Linked DNA regions of Sus scrofa: all the other regions are linked to region 1. The links are chromatin contacts, called in public Hi-C and promoter capture Hi-C maps. All regions are on one chromosome and are shown on one strand. The core of a region is the stretch at or near the end of the contact, and the rest is flanking DNA. Distances in the headings are between cores, read along the strand shown.

Region 1 (4,626 bases), core at 999-3,498:
GTTCGTGCCGGGGCTCGGTCTTCTCTGGGCTCAGGCTTGGAGGCCGTTCACAGGCTGGACTCTTACTTAGCCAATTTATTTGCTAACTTGTCTTCCTTAGACAGCATCTCGCTAAGATATGAATTAGAAAAAGATAACTTCGCTTTCGAGAGCAAACCATAGAAACATTTAAGAACAATTGGACTCAAAGGAAATCAAATGCCCACAATCTTTCTGTAACGGCTTATAAGTGAACTTCTGCAAAACTCAGTCTACGTAAAAATTTGGTCAGAACTCACGTAGAAACCAAAAGAAAGGCATTGGAAGCCCTGGTCGGAGTTGAGTGGACGGCGGACGCCGGACTATCTCTTCTGGTAGATGCATTCAATCGAATTCAGGTTAAAATTTAAAGTCCCTGGATCCTGCTCCAGTCGCCAATCTCCGTTCCAGAGTTTTCTACCTTCAGTCTTTCCGAATTACGGCCACGCTGAAACTGGGAGCCGCCGCAGTGATTGGGGGAGGCGAAGAGGAATGTAATAAAAGTGACTAAATTGGATGAGAACGGTTTATGGACCTTCTCGGTAGCAATTTAAAATTCAGAAGTGTTTAACAGCTATTTACAACGAAGAATGAAAAAAAGAAAAGGAGAATCGTGGACTTCCTCGATTCTGCACCTTCCTCCCCCGCGCTGCCTGGCCCTGTCCCCTTGTCCCCCAGGATACACAGGCTCACAAGTCACAGTTACATAGAAAGGAAACATTTAGCCATGACTTCTCACAATCTCTCCAAACTCTTAAATTTTATTATGTCCCTACCTACCCGGGTTCAACTCTATGCAACTCTCCCTTCCCCAACTGGAAACACACACACACACACACACACACACACACACACACGCGCGCGCACGCGCGCGCGCGCGCACACACACACACACACACACACACACAGCCCAAAGGCTTTCAGGGAGACTGACCTTTAGAAAATCATTTACTTCGATTTACCTGGAAAAAAAGTGTAAAAATCCATTCCTACAAAACAACTCCTCCTGCCCTAGTTAAAATTTTCGACAGCCTTCTGGGGTCACAGCTGTCGGAAGAAATCCTTTTTGTGAGCGTAAGGGAGCGAGACATACATCACGGCTCCTGCCGAGGACGAACCTGCGGGCCGCGCGACTCCCTGCTGACAGATCGGCGCTGATAACCCCGCGACGTTCATTTCCAGTCCCTTTGCCGGCGAAGGACCGTATCAGTTTGTACACAGTTGTGATAACCATTTGGAGGGAGCGAAGAAGGGGTGTGTATGTGAGGGTGGGGGTGGGGAAGTGGTATTTAGCCCTGGAACCAGGGAAGGTGACCCCCCTCCTCTTTCCAACGACTTATATGTGACTTACCTGAAGTTCTCCAGGGAAAGCTCAGAGCAAACAGGACACCAGAACTCGGAGAGCGCGACTGGCCTAGTAGCCCTTGTCCCTTCTGCGCACCTCGTGGACTAACCTTTACGTACACCAGGGCCCCGAATTAAAAGTTCTCAGAGATTAGCTGGGGAGTGCCGACGTGTACCTCCCGAAACTTCCCAGGAATTTAGTACCGTTTGTAAAAAGCGGAGCAGAGATAGGGAGCTAGGCGCTCTAGTTCCTTCTTTCCTACATCACAGGAGACTAGACCCCCGACGGCCACCAGGACCTGAGCCCCAAGGTCTCGAGAAGAGGTCGGGAAACATACACAACTACGGGGCAAAAAGTTCATTTAATGTGGAGGCAGCAGTGGGGGAGACCAGCGGAGGAAGGCACTTTCCCCTCACTTTCTGAGGGCTCGCTGACCCCCGAGATGGCGCGTCTCTCCCGCTGCGGAGACAGCGTTGGACTATGCATAGTCAACCCTGCCAGCGCCTCCCCCCCTTGAGTATGTGTGTAACTGGGGGAGGAGGAATGGGTGTGGGTCGCCAGCCAGGTCAGGCGTTCTGCCACCTCTGCCCCTCCCCCGGCGTCCCCGGGATCGGCGCCCCCTGGGTGGACTTGCTCTTAGTCCTAGGACCGCGCTCGCAGCTCAGCCCACACCCGCAGGCTGCGCGGGACTCATTGTCTGCCCTAGCAGCGCGCTCCCCTCCCCCGCCGCCCGCCTTCCCCTCCCCACCCTCTTTTCTCTCCTCCCCTCGTTCCCTCCTCCTCCTCCTCCTCTTCACCTCCAGCGCCCAGCTGCTCGCTGAGCGCAGTTCCGACCCACAGCCTGGCACCCTTCGGCGAGCGCTGTTTGTTTAGGGCTCGGTGAGTCCAATCAGGAGCGCAGGCTGCAGTTTTCCGGCAGAGCAGTAAGAGGCGCCTCCTCTCTCCTTTTTATTCACCAGCAGCACCGCGCAGACCCCGGACTCGCGCTCGCCGGCTGGCGCCTTCGGCCTCTCTCCACATTCGGGAGCACACTCCTCCACCGCTGTTCTCCATGCGCTGCGCCCACCCCAGGTTCGGCTGCTACCTCTCTTGCTCGAGCACCCCTCTTTCTTCCTCTGCACCCCCCACCCAACGCAGGCCCCTCGGCCTCGGCTCTCCGGCCCTCTGCGGGCCGCGATCGGCTCCAAGGGTGTCTATCTTATCCACTCCTGGCAGGCCGTGGCGGCTCCCAGGTTCCTGGATACCGCGGACTAACTTCTGGTGTCTTTTCCTCTCTCCGAAGCGCTTATCTGCGCGCACCCTTATCTCCGAGTTATCTTGGCGCAAAGGGGCGGGAGCCGGAGTCAGGCGCGCAGAGACTTCTTTCGTGCTATCTGGCCTGGGTCTGTGTGTGTATTAATTTTAGTATGGTTATCTCCGATGAGCCGAAACGATTTGGAAAAGCAGCCCCATAGAGGCCAGCTAGGCTGCGTTTGGCCTCCCTCCACCCCCTCCTAGTCTCCCTGTCATTCTTGCTGCTCTCCCTTTTGGGGTGGCTTCGTCTCCAGGGCGGTCTCAAGTCCCCCTTTCATCCCCCCCTTTTTTCCTCCGCGCTCCGCTCCACCCTGCTACGTCCATTCCGGAACCGTCTAGCCTTTCCGCGCCTGGGGATGACCGCGGGGTGGGCCGGGGTGGCCCAGCCGGCATGGCCCGGCCGGCGTGAGCGCACGCATCGGTGGCTGCGGGGGCGAGCGGTGTCTAAGGTGTGCGGCGCCACGGGGACGCGGGTTGGGCATGAGACTTCGCACTGCCTGTGCCCTGAAGGTCCGAGACTGCGGTCTCCGCCCAGGCGCCCCACCTCCCTGGGCTGGGTTGCATTTCTCTCTGGAGCTCGCGTTGCGTCTCGTCAGCGCAGTCCGGGAAGCTCTGGGAGAGCCAGTATGGGAGAACTCGGTGGTTTCGTTTTCTGGGACAGGTTGCTTTCCCTGCGCTAATGATTTTCAAGCGGGCAGCCTTCACACTGAGGCATTCCCTGCGAGGGAGCCCTCCGTACCGGGGCGTAATAAGGCAGCACCGACACGCACAGCTACTTTAACAAAAGTTCCTTTGTGTGCCATCGGCCGGGAGGGAGCCACTTCGGGGCGGAAGGAAAACCTTGGTCAGCCTCGCAGTCACCCCTGGGATCTGGCGCGCGTGTGGATGGAGGATGCTGCGAAGGAGGGTGGGAGGGGAGGGCGAGGGGACTCTGGAGGTGCGGGAGAAGGAGAGCGGGTATCCTGGTTCTGGGAGGACCTTGTGGCGGCTGAGCAGGCTCCATGCTCCTCTCTTTCCCCACCCCTAGAACCTGGGCCGAGACGGGATCTTTGAGGAATCTCATTATCTAGAGAGGGGAGTGGAAGTGAGAAGGGCAGCATGCGCTTTTGATAATTCCTTTTTATTTTTTCTCCCGACCCTGCCTCCCTCCCCACCCGGTCTCAGGAGCTAGAAGTCAGCTTGGAGCAGCGCGGGACCGTGGATGGCCTTGACTGACGGCGGCTGGTGTCTGCCAAAGCGCTTAGGGGCCGCGGCTGCGGACGCCGGCGACTCCGGAGGCTTTCCAGCGCGGGAGCCCTCTACGCCGCCTTCCCCCATCTCCTCCTCTTCCTCCTGCTGCTCACGGGGTGGGGAGCGTGGCCCCGGCGGCGCCAGCAACTGCAGGACGCCGCAGCTCGACACGGAGGCGGCGGCGGGACCCACAGCCCGCTCGCTGCTGCTCAACCCTTACGCCTCGCATCCCTTCGGGGCTCCTCACGGACCTTCGGCGCCCGGGATCTCTGCCCCCGGGGGCGCCCTGTCGAGCTGGGAGGACCTATTGCTCTTCACTGACCTCGACCAGGCCGCGACCGCCAGCAAGCTGCTGTGGTCCAGCCGCGGCGCCAAGCTGAGCCCTTTCGCACCCGAGCAGCCGGAGGAGATGTACCAGACCCTCGCAGCCCTCTCCAGCCAGGGGCCCGCCGCTTACGACGGAGCGCCCGGCGGCTTCGTGCACTCGGCGGCCGCGGCTGCAGCGGCCGCAGCGGCGGCTAGCTCCCCGGTTTACGTTCCCACCACGCGCGTGGGCTCCATGCTGCCAGGCCTACCGTACCTGCAGGGGGCGGGCAGCGGGCCCGCCAATCATGCGGGCGGCGCGGGCTCGCACCCCGGCTGGCCACAGGCCTCAGCGGATAGCCCCCCATATGGCAGCGGAGGCGGCACGGCGGGCGGCGGGGCGGCGGGGCCGGGCAGCGCAGGCTCGGCCGCGGCGC
Region 2 (4,626 bases), core at 1,266-3,765, 480 kb after region 1:
ATAGTGCCATTTTATGCTTTGTTTCTCTGATATGCTGACTACTTGCATGCCTCTAAAAGCTATAAGCATGCGTATTCTTGAGACTATGTAATTTACTAATCTAGTATGTTCCAAATCTCCAAGTACCAAAGTTCCAACATGGGAATAAAATTAACTTCAATATACTCCCACTACCAAATCCACCAGTTTTCCACGTTTGTATACACTTTGTGTGTACTCTGCCTTCACTGCTGCCACAAAAAATGAACTGGTCTTTGACCAACTTCTTCACTTGTGCCCTGGATCCTAGCCCCTCAGGACTTCTCAGGGACTTTACTCTTACAACTGTCACCTCTCTCTCCTGCATCATCAGTCTTTCTTTCTCCTACCATCCTTCAAACATGTTGTAATATCTCTCTTCTTAAGAATCTCTCCCCTGACCCTTCAGTCCCTCTCCAGCTTCCAGCTCAGTCCTCTGTGCCCCTGTCCACTGTTTCCAGCTCCACTCTTCCTATTTCCTCTAAAGCATGAGAATCAGACTTCATTCCCACCACATCAAAATGCTCCTGTCAAGGTCACTGGTGACCTACATGTTACCTAATCCAGTGATCCCCACTCATGCTTTCTTTGAGTAGCACATTACACAGTTGATCACCACCTCCTTCTTGAAACCGTTTCTTCATTTGGCTTCCAAGACACAGCATTCTCCTTACCTCCCTGTCAGCTCCACTCAGTCTCCCTTGCTGGTTCCTTCCCACTTCCTGATCTCTAAACACTGTAGGGGGCAGGAAGCAGGACTCTTCCTTTCTCCATCTACACTCACTCTCAGGGTTGTGATTTTCTTTTTTTTCTTTCTTTTTTTTTTTTTTTTGTCTTTTTGCTATTTCTTTGGGCCGCTCCCGCAGCACATGGAGGTTCCCAGGCTAGGGGTCGAATCGGAGCTGCAGCCACCAGCCTACACCAGAGCCACAGCAACGCCAGATCCAAGCCGCATCTGCAACCTACGCCACAGCTCATGGCAACACCGGATCCCCAACCCACTGAGCAAGGGCAGGGACCAAACCCGCAACTTCATGGTTCCTAGTCAGATTCATTAACCATTGCGCCATGACGAGAACTCCAGGGTCGTGATTTTTAACCCTGGTTTAAGTTAGAATAACTCACAGAGCTTTTATAAACTCATAGTACCTGGAACTGACCCTTAGAGTTATAATCTAGACCAGAGTTGGTCTAGGATAAGGCTCAGTCATCCATTCTTGTTTCAAGCTCTCACATTGATTCCAATGTGCAGCTAAGTTTAAAAATTATTGGCTTCGGCCCTATGTGATCTCATACAGCCTCACGGTTTTAAATAATATCGATACAATTGAAATTCCTAAATACACACACACACACACACACACAGATTATATACATCTATTATTTCCAGCCTGAACTTTTCTCCTGAACTCCAGATTCAAATATCTAACTACCATCTTGACATCTCCACTTGGATGTTCATTAAGCATCTCTAACTTAACATGCCTAAAACCAAATTCTTGATTTCATTCCACCTTCTCATTCCTTCTGTAGTTTTTTGCATCTCAGAAAAGAGCAATCCCAATCTTCCAGTTGCCAAACACAAAAATATTAGAGTCATCTGAAACACCTCTTTTTCTCACAATGTTCTTTAATCTATCAGTAAAAATTTTGTTGCCATTATTTTTTAAAACATAGACAGTATCTGACCTTTCCTACCACTTAACCCACATCCTGACTTCCATGCCGCACTAAAATTATGATTATCTTGTACTCTTAATGCCCCCCTCAGGGCCTTTTATTCTTTCCATTAACAGATAGGGAAATTGAGGCAGAGACCAAGAAAAGAGAGAGTCTAAAAACACTGATATAGAAGTTCAATTTTAAGGTGGCTTGTGGTCATAGTTAACTATACAGACATTTACAGAAGGGGAATAAAGGAGGAGGCCATTTCATATCTAATAACCTGACTTTTATCTCCAGTCACTCTAGGTATTTAGTATGTGTGAAGGATGAGGATGCTAGCTGAGGAGTAGGGTAGATGTGGGATGTTAACCATTCAGGTTCTGTTCATTTGCTGTAAGCAGCAAATCCAGCTCTGAGCCCAACTCCTATAATGGAAGGTTAACATGATAACCAGTTGCACTACTTCCTCTCCCCAAAGACTCATCCTTAACTTCCTTTGGCTAAATCACAAAGTGTGTTTTTCATTTTCAGTTAAAATAGACGGGGGTGGTGAAGAGAGAAAGAAAGAGAGAAAAATCTGTTGTTTCTTTTAACTATTCCCCCCAGTTTAAAAAAAAAAAAAAGCATTCAGCTTAAAAAAACAAACTTAAGCAATAGTCATCTTCAGTTTGTCTATAAAAGTAGAATAATTTATTTTTTATTACAGAGAAAAGTTTTGTTTCCCTAAACACTACTTGAAATAGTTTCAAAGTGTTGGGAAATCAGTGCATGAATCAACGACATATCCAAGGAATCCTGTAAATTTCAGTGAAATCTTGTTTGCCACAGATTTGGAGCATTTTTCCTCTGTCCTTTTGAACTTGTTTCTGTACTGCTGCTCTTGCAAAATATCCTTATATATACTTTAAAACCTCTCACAGGACAAGTCTCTTCATAGCTCATTTGTAAGTCATTTGGTCACTAGGTAGGGACCTGTAGGTGAGTGGGGAAGGGAGCTGGATAATCTTCACGGCAGTATTGGTCCTTTCTTCCCCCAAATCCTGAAAAGAACACTGCAGGCCTTATTTGTAAGAAGATCTAAATCTTATACAAACTTCCAGACACTCATGCCGAAACACAGACTACAGTAGGCACAGCCATTCAAATCTCATTACCTATAAGACACAAGGTAAATAGGGCTAGCGACCAAGAGAGAAAGGGAAATAGGTAAGCAGGGGACAGGGGAGGGGGTGGGCAATAGATCCTAGTTTGACTTCAATTTCTGTTTTAATATGAAAGCCATGGAGTTTTTAATCACTCAGTACCAGACTACTGCTGATGGCTAATAATCTGGCCACCCAAGAAGACATCATAAAAACATAACAAAATATATTGTTACCAAATGGCCTCATAAGATTTGGTAGTACGTGCACACACTTGTTGGGGCTAGACTGCTCAGTTCCTAATATCAAGAATATCCTTAACCCATCCGGAGACTTGTCAGCACTACTTAAGAAGGTCCTCAGGGCCTCATCCCAAATTCAAGATCCTTTTCTGTCTTTGAAATCCAAAGGGGCAGCTAGTGTCACTTATCTAGAAAATATATGACTAATAGTTAAACCTTGGCCTGATGTCAACACAAGTATTTGGTTACTAGGCACAGAAAAAGTCACTTGGAGAGGAAAAGCCACCTGGAAACTTTTCTATTCAGCCTCTGTTCAATCCCTTAGGTGTTTATTAAATTGAACAATGCACAGTTCTAGGCATATTGACTTTTCTCCTCCACACCACAACCTAATGTTGATGAAGGGCCCTTAGAAACAAAATATATGGACCGTTTCTGCTGCTGAGGGCTCCCTACAGCCCTCAGAGTCTGAGCTCCTAGTGCCATAGTCCAGGCATCATAAAGACTTCTAGCCTCGGGAGTTCCCTTCGCGTCTCTGCGGTTAACGAACCCGACTAGGATCCATGCGGATGCAGTTTGATCCCTGGCCTTGTTCAGGGGGTTAAGGATCTGGCATTGCTATGAGCTGTGGTATAGTTCACCTGCTAGTTACATTCATCAAATCATAATTAGCAGGCCTTTGAGCAACAAATGAGGATTCTTCCTTTGGTTAAGGTAGGTTTGCCAGAACTGTCTACACACAGGACACATTCAGTCACAACTCACCCCTGAGCCCAGGCAAGGGTAAAACCCAAGAGACTCTCTCAAGTAGGCATCACTGAAGGACACCAACAAGAGTCTCCTTTCCCAGGGCTATGGACCAGATGTTTTATTGAGCAATAAGGTTATGAGAATTCTACACACAGACACCTTAGGCAAATTGTTAGCATATTTGAAGCCTATTTTCCCCTGACTGTCATCCTTCCTTTGACTTTATGGTTCCTCAACACAGATGACACCAGGATTTTTTTTTAATTCATACATGGGTTGCTATCTTCACGCTCTCCTATCACTGAGCAGGTTTGTAATGCCTCCCTTACAGAGGAGGACAAAAAAGAAGCACCCGAGGACATGCTGAATCTATAGCAGGTACTTAAACATTCTTTCTGGGTAGGTGAATGAATGAAGGAATGAGATGAGTGAGTGAACAAATGACCATACCTACCTTCTTTTCCTCTCTAGTAATAGGTCTTGCCTGACTATCTTCTAAGGTTTTTCTGGCTTACAGGATTATCTCACATCTTTTATCTTTAGGGAATCAGAGTAAGTTCTACAACTTCTTTGTCCTCATGGTCTTTTTCTTTTCTTTTTCCTTTTTTTTTTTTTTTTTTTTTTTGCATTTTTAGGGCCTCACCACAGCATATGGAAGTTCCCAGGCTAGGGGGCAAATTGGAGCTGCAGCTGCCTGCCTATACCACAGCCACAGAGATGCCGGATCCAAGCTGTGTCTTCAACCTACACCACAGCTTGTGGCAAACACAGATCCTTAGCCCACTGAGGGAGGCTCATGGATACTAGTT
Region 3 (4,626 bases), core at 854-3,353, 370 kb after region 1:
GATAATAAACGAAGCTGTAGCTGTACTGGGGGTAAGGGGAGGTTGTCTAGTAAGGAGAGACAGAAGGGCACATGTGTGTTTGAATACCCTGTTCATTCTTGGCAGCTTAGTGTAAATTCATTTAACAACCTTTCCCTAAGGGCAAGTTCTGGAGGCAGGCACTGGGATGACAGAGGGGTAACTGACAAAGGGAAAAAGAGAAATCATCTTCAGAGTGGCCTTCATTACTGAGCACTTTCTACATACCAGGCCCTGTGCTGAGAACTTTATACATATTGCTCTTTTTAATTTAATTCTTACGAAAATCCTACATTATGCAGATATTATTATCCCCATTTTACAACAAGAGCAAAACTTGGAGAGGTTAAGTAACTATGTATGCTGTTGGATAAGGTAGCAGATAGCTGCATCGGCTGTTACGAATTTGAAATGGGAGTTCCAGTCATGGCACAGCGGAAATTAACCCGACTAGGAATTGTGAGATTGTGGGTTTGATCCCTGGCCTCGCTCAGTGGGTTAAGTATCCGGCGTTGCCCTGAGCTGTGGTGTAGGTCGCAGATGAGGCTCAGATCTGATGTTGTTGTGGCTGTGGCTAGGCCGGCAGCTGTAGCTCTGATTGGACCCCTAGCCTGGGAATCTGCATATGCCGCTGGGTGCAGCCCTAAAAAAAGAAGAAAAAAAAAAAAAAGAATTTGAAATGTGTGATTGGGGGAGTTTTAAATTTCATTGAAATTCAATTTTATTATATAAATTTTATAAATTCAGTATTAGTTTCAATTTAAAAACTAATACTGAATTCAGTTATTGGGAAACGTTTAAGTATGTTTGGAACAACTTGGGTTTGTGAATCAACTTCTCCAACTGCAAGTTTTATGAACTCTAAATACAAATCAAGTACTTCCAATGGAAAACTAACATCTAAATTGAGGAGTGCTGTTAGAGTAAAAATACTGGATTTCAAAGACTTACCATAACAAAAAGAATACAAAATACCTCATTCATCGTTTTTTATATTGATTCAAAGCATATTTTGGATCTATGGGGTTAAATACTATTATTTAAATTAATTTCACCTGTTTTATCTTTTTACTTTTTCTTTCGTTGGCTATTGGAAAACTAAATCCTCCAAGTGTTTCTCGCATAAAATTTCCCCTAAAACTGTCATGGGCATTTGCCTGGGAAGCAGCGTCCCAAGGACTTGGTATTTTAAAGAGCTGGGCTCCGACAGGGGTGATCGCACGCGTGCAGTCCCGCCTCAGTTGGACCGAATCTCACCCGGTGCCTACGACCAGCTGGCTTTCCTGTTTGCCTTTTTGAACTCTGTTTTCTCTGAGTCTTGAAGAGCCAGGGGCCGTGATGTCACTGTATAAACAGAGGGAAGGGTGGGGGCTAAAGCTGTGCTGGAGAGAACAGGCCAAGGAGGAGGGTGGGGGTGGGGAGGGGAGGCTTTCAAAGGTGGCTGGGTCTGGAGTGCGTGGGAGCAGCGGGAGACTGCAGAGTCGATAAGGAAACATAATGGGACTGCTAGTCACTAAACTGGGGCGGGAACGGGGACGTGGCTGCAAGAGGGGGTTTGGAAAAATATGGGACGCCTAGAGCTAATTCCCCTGATTAAAAATGCATTAGTTTGGAGGTGTCAGGGACACGCAGCTGTTTTCAAGGAAAGCCTGGCTCCAAAAGGTCCTCCTCGGCCGGGCCGCCTGGCGGCTCCATCTCGGGCTGGATGTCAGCGAGCCCCCGGCCCGCCGCCGCTTGTCCTCTCCCTGACAGGGCCCTGGCCAATGTCCTGCTGCTGAGGGTCGTGGTAATTTACATCCTCTCTGTGTACATTAACTTATCTGCAGCCGCGCTGGCTGCGCTCCTTCAGTCAGCCTGTCTCCTGTGCAGCCTGGGAGACTTCCCCCACGCCGGCCGGGGGCTGCAGGGGGAGCGGGGCGCCGAGTTCCTGCGCCCTCCGAGCAACAACAACAAACGCCTGGAGCAGGAGCCCCGCCGCCTGGTCCCGACCCGGGATTCGGAGCGCCGCGCGGGGCCTGGCGTGGGAGGCCGCGAGGGGCCAGCGCGGGCAGGGCAGAGGCCGGCGGCCCGTGGCTGGACGTGAAACACTTAGTGGCTAATTCATGACTCATGACTCATGTGCAGGCTCCTCTTCAGTGACAGCCGGGACAGTTACGGGTTATTTGTAGCCCCCCGGCTTTCATTTCGATGTAATTAGGCAGTCATTGGAGGGTCATTTCATACCAGTTATAGGTTTCCCTGTTTTAATAATGTTTTCAGTTTCAGGGGGGCAACAGGGAGTGGAAGGGGAGGTTGGGAAGGAGGCGTGGAGGGCAAGGGGGTAATCGTCTCTAAGAACGTGTGCACTTTTCATAACTCTTCCCTTGACAGGCCTAGTGTGCAGTTTGCTCAGATGCCGCCTCCGAAGCTCTGTCTCCCTGTTCCTGCTCGCAGGCCAGATCCTCTTCCAGGACATGAACGTCTGCCCTGAGAAGAGGTCTGGCCGGGTTTGAGTCAGATGTTGGATTTTCTTCTTTCCCCTCTGGCACCACACTAATCATTCTCTTTAATCACTGTAGCTTTTTAATGAGTCCAAGTAGGTATTTATGGAGCCGTCTACTTTCTAAACGTTAATGCTTGATAAGTCATTTATAACTTATCGGTGGGCTTTGCATGGGCCAAACCCAGAAGAAAGGAAGTGAGGGTAAAATAGAGTCTGGAGTTTGCTAGGAAAAACAGCGTATCTTCAGGTCCTAGATGGTACAAAGCCCTTGTGGAAACTGTTCAATCCATCAGGCATAAAGAATAAGGAACAAGTCTGTTCCAATTTGGTGAAAATTCCCTGGCTGTCATTACTGATTTTCTTCATCCCAACACTTTCTCCTTTGGCTGGTTCATGTATCTTTGGATATCATTTGAAGCTTCCATTCTAAGGCCAATTCTACAAAGTTCTGTAGAAAATCCTGGAACCATTACATTCAGAGGGTGCACAGATGCAAAATGAAAGGACTAAGAAGAAATAAAGGACAGAAACCAGATTTCCTGTCATTGCAAAAGTAGGTGCCACATGTTCCAAATTTCAGTGGATGTTAAAGTTAAAGCAGGAATATGTGCAGCAGCAGGAATGCAGTTGCCTTCAAAGAGACTAGGAGAGAAAACCCTTCTTAGGAAGGGTGGGAGAAGGAGTGGTGAGGAAGAAGGCAAGACAGGACCCCACACACTATTAAAAAAAAAAAAAGCAGCAATCCATCAACAACTTAGTATTTAATATGCATTAGGAGATTTTTAAAAAGTTTTCAGCCATAAAAAAGGGCCAAGAATTCATATATGCAATAACATGGATGAAACTTGAAAACATTAGGCTAAGTGATAGAAGCCAGTTACAAAAAAACCAACATATTGTATGATTCCATTTGTATAAAGTATCCAGAATAAGAAAATCTATAGAGACAGGAAGATTGGTTGCCGTGAAGGAAGGTGGGGTGGAGAGGGAGGAATAACAATTTAGGGGTATAATTTCTCTTTGGGGTGCTGAAAATGTTCTAGAATTGATCGTAGTTGTGGTTGAACAACTCTGAATATATTTTAAAAATCACTGAATTATAAGCTTTAAAGTGATGAATTGTATGGTATGTGAATTGTATCTCAATAAAGCTGTTACCAAAAAAAATTTTCAAAAAGCTAAATAGAAACAGGCAAAAAAAAAAAAAAAAAAAAAGCTTCAAAAAATTCTCTTGCTAAAGGACATTGTAGCCTCCCTATGACATTGAAGTCAGCAGATAATGTCCACCAAGGCAAGGACTCTGCCTCATTCACCACTTGGCCACTAGTGCCTAGAACAGTGCTGCTCATTGAAGGTACTGGATAAATATTTGCTGAAAGAGAACTTGCAAATAACCAGACTGGTCTAATTCAGATGTGTGCCACACTCACCCCACTGTCTCCTCTGTGCATCTTCTATCCAGCTTTCCAACATACTATTATTATGATGATGATAAATTACTAATATAGCTAGAAACAATAACACAAAATTTTTATCTTTTCTGTGCCAAGCACTATACATATATATTTGCCTCTAATCCTTCTAAAACCTAGCAATATAAACCCACTGAACCCGGTTCTCTCTGGCTCCCAAAGCTTTAGTCTGTGATAAACAGTGCCTCCTAAAAACACTAACCACAAAGGTAAGGAGGAGCCTTGATGAATATGCATAGATACCCTGCCAGCGTCATCAATAAAGGAAACCAATTTGGTTTCTGTTTAAACTGAAAGAAGAATCAAGAAGCATCATAAGCACTTTGCTTAATTGATGGTGGATTTTCTTACTTAAAATTATTATGAATTATATCACCAACAAACATGGAGAAAGTACTATGTACATAGCCCTGAGTGAAGCACTGGAAAGAGTTATAAAAGCGATTAACATAGGAGTTTATACTCACTCTTACTATAAAGGTCATTGTCTTAAAAAAAAAAAAAAAAAAGAGTACTCAACGCGTTTGACTAAGTCATGTACAAAAGATTTAAACTCTCACACAATCTGAAAAGTCCTGGTTTCCTGAGATTTGTTCCTAAAATTGAAACATTTTTATGGAATGCAAAGGATAAGCCCAGAGCTCTATGACTAAT
Region 4 (4,626 bases), core at 586-3,085, 290 kb after region 1:
CCCTAAGAGTGAGAACGGTTGTGAAATTTCTGACTTGTAACATTAGGGACAAGCAGACATCTGCCTGTCAAGCCCTTTGGCCGAGACCCCATGGCTCCCCCTGGCAGCCCCAGACGCCTTTCCACACAGTCTTTCTCCAAGAGTTCCCTTGCATACCACATGCATGTTCTATTTATATGTTTCTTTGTCCTGAACAAGATTTGGCCCCATTGTGTGGGAGCAACACCAGAAAAGAAAATAAAATCCATCCACTGAGAGAAAATGGATATTGTGGGAGCTTGGAGAAATTTACATACTTTGCTCATTCCATTTTCTGGTGATGTCAGAGCCAAAGAATATCCCTTTTAAAAAATCACACACACATTAAAAAATGCTGGTCTCCCCAGCTCTGTCCATCACTCGGACTGTCATGCAAAGGAGAAATGTAAATACTCCCTTGCCTGCTCCCCCCAGGCCCCCGCTTCTATTTCCCTCACCAACCCCCTAAAGAACCTAACAAATTAGTCCAGACTCCATTTGGATGGAATTAAGGGCCTGTCTGCAAAAGGGTGAGGGGTATTAATGGACAGGGGTTGGGGGGGGGATGGGAAGAGTAGTGGGAATGCGGACCGTGAGTCTGGGTGACCGGCTCCAGCGTTTTATGAAGACAGAGAGAAGGGCTGGCTGACACTTTACAGATTGGGTGTAACGTTCAGGGAATTTGGCATTTCTGCCACAGGGCTCCGGCCGCCCTGCTAACCGCTTTCCTTCTCCCTGCTGGTAAAAGTGCAGGAGAAAAGGGTTAAATAAATGTTTGTGATATGATAAGGTGCTTGTTTATTCAAGGAATGACAGATTATTGGCTCCAAAGGCAGCCCTGAAAAATAGTACAAAGGAACTGGCTCTCCCCTCGCGATGATGTGATTTCCTTCTAAGATTCTGCTCTTTCCTAGGAACAATTTGCCCTGGGAATGAAGAACGATGCCTTTCCTGCAGTGGGAGATGGACGGTCTTGGTGCAGAGGGTTGGAGCCCCAGAAGCTGGCTGGGAACTGGGATGGCTGGTGCTGGGGAAGCTTCTCTCTGTCCTGGTGCAGGCCCAGCTTCCCCCTGAGCCCAGGAGGGAAAGGATTTACCTGCTCGGGAGGAGGACTTCTTCCTTAGGACATCCAGTGTGCAAGATCTTCCTCCAGACACAGACCGCTGTGTCCATCCCATAGCCATCCTAGCACCCTGCAAATGTGTGACTGCACACACATTCGAATATTTATAGGCAAACACACCCTCCATACGTGAGCTTTCTCCTGTGGGCTCCAGCTATTTCCTAGCTGGTCCCAGAGGAGAATTCAGATCCAGATGCCACAACAATGAGACATTCCCCTAATGTCTGCGCACTTTTCTCGGGGGAGGAAACACCAGCGCCTGCCAACCCCGAAAATCACAGGCAGGCCTGGCCTGGGGCCCTGGAGGCACAGACCCTCCATCCAGTGCTGCCTGAGCTGGGCAGGCCTCACTGTGCCCTGGGCACTGATCATTCTGCCCTGCTTCTAGATGCTGCCCAGAGCCGGTTCCTGCCCACAGAGAAAGCATTCTGCTCCTCGCAGCCTCCCACCAGAACTCCCCCTGCACACACACCCTGTGCCTGGCATGCTACAGAGAGCTTGTTCGCATACTTGCTGAGTAGAAGGGTTAGGACAAGATGTTTGGCATAGTTCTCATTTGAAAAGAACTCGGTGCCAAAGTCAAACACCAGGGGAAAAAAAGTTGTGATTGAACTGCTGTTTTTCCAGGATCCTGGGAACTACTGTGTGAGTCTTACAATAGGCCGCCGCCTTATCAGCCAAGGTGCTTGTCTGTAGGACGTAAGGCACCAGCCTGGGGAACCCACTGCCCTTCGGACACGATGACTAAGGCTGACTGTGGGGCGTTATCACATCTCCACGTTTGGGCTATTTTTATGATTGCGTTCAGTACTAATAGGGCTTGTGGAGTGTACACAGCCATGTGCTCATTCTTGAACTACACAAGATAAGATCCCTGTCCCAGGGAGCTTACTGCCTGACTTTTGCAAAAACCAGATGGCAGAAAATGGTTTCCCTCTGCCCATCAGCAATGATTGAGGGGGTGGAGATGAGAAGGGGTGCAGTCAATTCATAACTCTCCCAGGGTGGGACCTCTGCTTTGGCATTTATCCCATGTGACGTTTTAATCATGGACTGTCTTTCCCCCATCATCTGCTGCTCCATAAGCTGCATCTCCCAGGGACGCTGAGGATTTAAGCTAATTTGAATATCAGCTTAATTAAAGCATCGTTAGATACATAAAGATGCCTCTCGGGAGTTCCCTATGTGGCCCAGCGGTTAACCTGACTAGGATCCATGAGGTTATGGGTTTGATCCCTGGCCTCGCTCAGTGGGTTAGGGGTCCAGCATTGCCGTGAGCTGTAGTATAGGTCCAAGACATGGCTCAGATCCCTGTTGCTGTGGCTGTGGCATAGGCCAGCAGCCGTAGCTCCAATTCAACCCCTAGCGTGGGAACTTCCATATGTCATGGGTGCAGCCCTAAAAAGCAAACAAACAAACAAAAAAACTCAACACATATTACATGCATACACACTCACAAATATATCATGGATTCTGAAATTAGCTGAAATGGTTTTTAGTCTGCAGCAGGGCTATCAGAAAGTATAGATTTGAGCTTCATTGTTAGTCATGCTGTGCTGCTGGATCAGTAAGGACCCACCAGGACACCTTATCAGGTGATTTCTGTCTCCAGGACAACTTCTGTCTCAGTCTGCCCCCAGCTGTGAAAGGCAGCAGAGCAGGGGCAAAGGGCTACCTGGATCCACACACCAGCACCACTGTCCCCAGAAGAACTTCCTTGCCTGTGACCTTGAATTTCAGGATAGTCCCCTAACTCATCAAGGCATTTGCAACTGCTTCAGTTTTCCTGAAGAACAAAAATACATTTTATGTCCACAGGGGAATAGTCTTATGAAGGGTACATGCCCTGGGGCCTCTGCAGATCCCTGTGAGAGGCCTCTAGAATCTTTCCCATTATTGGCAAAGGAGGAAACTCACTCCTCTATGCCAGAGTTTTCAATTTATGTAGTATTGACATTTTGGACCAGAATATTCTTTATGGCAGGGGTTGTCCTATGCATTGTAAGATGTTTAGCAGCAGCCCTGGCCTCTACTCACTGGATGCAAGCTGTACCCTTCCAATCATGACAGTCAAAATTATCTTCAGACATCACCACATGTCCTGTGGGGGTTAAGGTCATCCCTGGTTGAGACCCTCTGGCCTATCCAAACTTGGTGAGGTGTTGGCAAATCATGACCTCTGGGCAAAATCTGGCTTGCAACCCATTTTTGCAAGGCTTATGTAGGAATGGTTCTTACATTTGTAAAGAATTGCTAAAAAAAAAATCAAACAGGCGACAGAGATTATCTGTAGCCAACAAAGCCAAAAATATTTATTATCTGGATATTTTTTCTTTTTAAAGTTGCCAACTGCAGTTCCAGAATGAAAGAACACATCTTTGCAGCCATGAATGGGTGTACACCTAGCAAGTAACAATGAATTTTTCTTCTAGGTTTACACAATCAAAGTGTCAGGGAGGAAAATTTACCATTCTTCTGAAGGAACTGTGACCTTCCATGGCAATCGCTCCACAAAGAGATCAAGTTGAACAATGCATACTACGTGTTTCTTACTGCCCAGGGCCTGGAAAATGGGTCTTAGTATAAAAGTTAAAGTAACTCTAAGTGCCGTTAATGCATGTACAATTTCTAAGGCTTAACACAAGAGAAGTTTATTTCTTGTCCTGACGCAGTCTAACTGGCTATCTTTTAGGTACCTGGGCTGAGGGAAGCTCTGCTGTAATGAACAGGTAACTTCTCAAGTTATCCTGAATGTTGGCATCCCGCTAGAAGACGGAGGAAGGGAGAATGATGAGACACCCTTGAGAGGTTTCCAGGGGCCAGGCTTGGAAGTGATGCTCTTCATGTTCACTCTCATGTCATTGGTCAGAACTCAGTCACATGGCCACACCTAATGGCAAGGAAGGCTAGGTAACATCGTCTAGCTGTGGGCTCAGGGAGAAGGGGGATGGGTTCTGGCGAACACAAAGGAGAGTGTTCCTTTGCTTTGCCACCAGAGGAAACTTTGTATAAAACTGGAAATTGGTCCCTCAGTGATGACCAAGAGACGATGCTAAGAGGAAAGCTAATATTTGAAAGCCGTATTCAGAGCAAATAAAAACTTAATTGTTTGTAATGTCATGCAGAACTGCCTGCCTAGCCCTGATGCACTGGGCTTGGACACAAAAAAGACATCCCTCCTCTCTCCCCACTCCCAGCTCTAGGTCCAGGGCAAACCAATCCTCTGGCCGCTAAGTGTTTCTCAATCCAATGCGGGAGTTGGACGAGCTTCAGGATTTTGAGAGCTCACCTACAGCATCTAAGGACATGGGAGGACAGCAGTAGGACCAGGAAGAGACCTGTCAGAGACCCCACCACATTATCATCACAAAAGATTTGGTTCCTTATTCAGATATTGTCTTTTCACAGGGTACAGCAAGGGATGCCTTGGGAAGAACCTGGGAGAATGGTTTGATCCTCTCACAATCTACTGGGTGAGAAAGGTT

Evidence for each region. Promoter capture Hi-C pulls out the DNA fragments that hold promoters and counts their contacts. A called contact is a pair of places that touch in the nucleus more often than the background predicts.
Region 2: a Hi-C map of embryonic fibroblasts shows a contact between it and region 1, with 2.3 times the contacts expected there. The contact joins the enhancer-like site here to the promoter of LOC100525229 in region 1. A contact is called at or near these places in 2 of 5 promoter capture datasets (fetal skeletal muscle and liver) and 3 of 47 Hi-C or Micro-C datasets (embryonic fibroblasts, liver and omental adipose tissue).
Region 3: a contact with region 1 is called in a promoter capture Hi-C map of fetal liver, with 6 times the contacts expected there. The contact joins the enhancer-like site here to the promoter of LOC100525229 in region 1. A contact is called at or near these places in 3 of 5 promoter capture datasets (fetal liver, fetal skeletal muscle and liver), 12 of 47 Hi-C or Micro-C datasets (embryonic fibroblasts, epiblast stem cells, fetal heart ventricle and 6 more) and 1 of 2 datasets of contacts at active chromatin or transcription factors (skeletal muscle).
Region 4: a Hi-C map of embryonic fibroblasts shows a contact between it and region 1, with 1.6 times the contacts expected there. The contact joins the enhancer-like site here to the promoter of LOC100525229 in region 1. A contact is called at or near these places in 4 of 47 Hi-C or Micro-C datasets (embryonic fibroblasts, fetal heart ventricle, fetal liver and 1 more) and 1 of 2 datasets of contacts at active chromatin or transcription factors (skeletal muscle).

The regions. Positions count from the first base shown.
Region 1 is chr6:107,280,507-107,285,132 of Sscrofa11.1, forward strand. LOC100525229 reads right to left here and starts at 2,249. Exons shown (of 6, transcript XM_021096175.1): 1 at 2,161-2,249; 2 at 1-472. GATA6 (GATA binding protein 6) reads left to right here and starts at 3,821. Exons shown (of 6, transcript NM_214328.2): 1 at 3,821-4,626. The coding sequence starts at 3,858.
Region 2 is chr6:107,756,761-107,761,386 of Sscrofa11.1, forward strand. All of the region lies in intron 2 of LOC106510680 (a long non-coding RNA gene), which reads right to left. Among named protein-coding and RNA genes, the nearest start is that of RBBP8, 160 kb to the right of the region's middle. Within about 2 kb of position 2,516, at least 14 of the 83 cell types and tissues checked have an H3K27ac peak or open chromatin away from gene starts, as enhancers often do. A contact at or near this core is called in embryonic fibroblasts and omental adipose tissue, where this site is marked.
Region 3 is chr6:107,655,353-107,659,978 of Sscrofa11.1, forward strand. All of the region lies in intron 3 of LOC106510680 (a long non-coding RNA gene), which reads right to left. Among named protein-coding and RNA genes, the nearest start is that of RBBP8, 270 kb to the right of the region's middle. Within about 2 kb of position 2,104, at least 35 of the 83 cell types and tissues checked have an H3K27ac peak or open chromatin away from gene starts, as enhancers often do. A contact at or near this core is called in fetal liver, liver, retroperitoneal adipose tissue and 2 more, where this site is marked.
Region 4 is chr6:107,575,211-107,579,836 of Sscrofa11.1, forward strand. No RefSeq gene overlaps it. Among named protein-coding and RNA genes, the nearest start is that of GATA6, 290 kb to the left of the region's middle. Within about 2 kb of position 1,836, at least 21 of the 83 cell types and tissues checked have an H3K27ac peak or open chromatin away from gene starts, as enhancers often do. A contact at or near this core is called in embryonic fibroblasts, where this site is marked.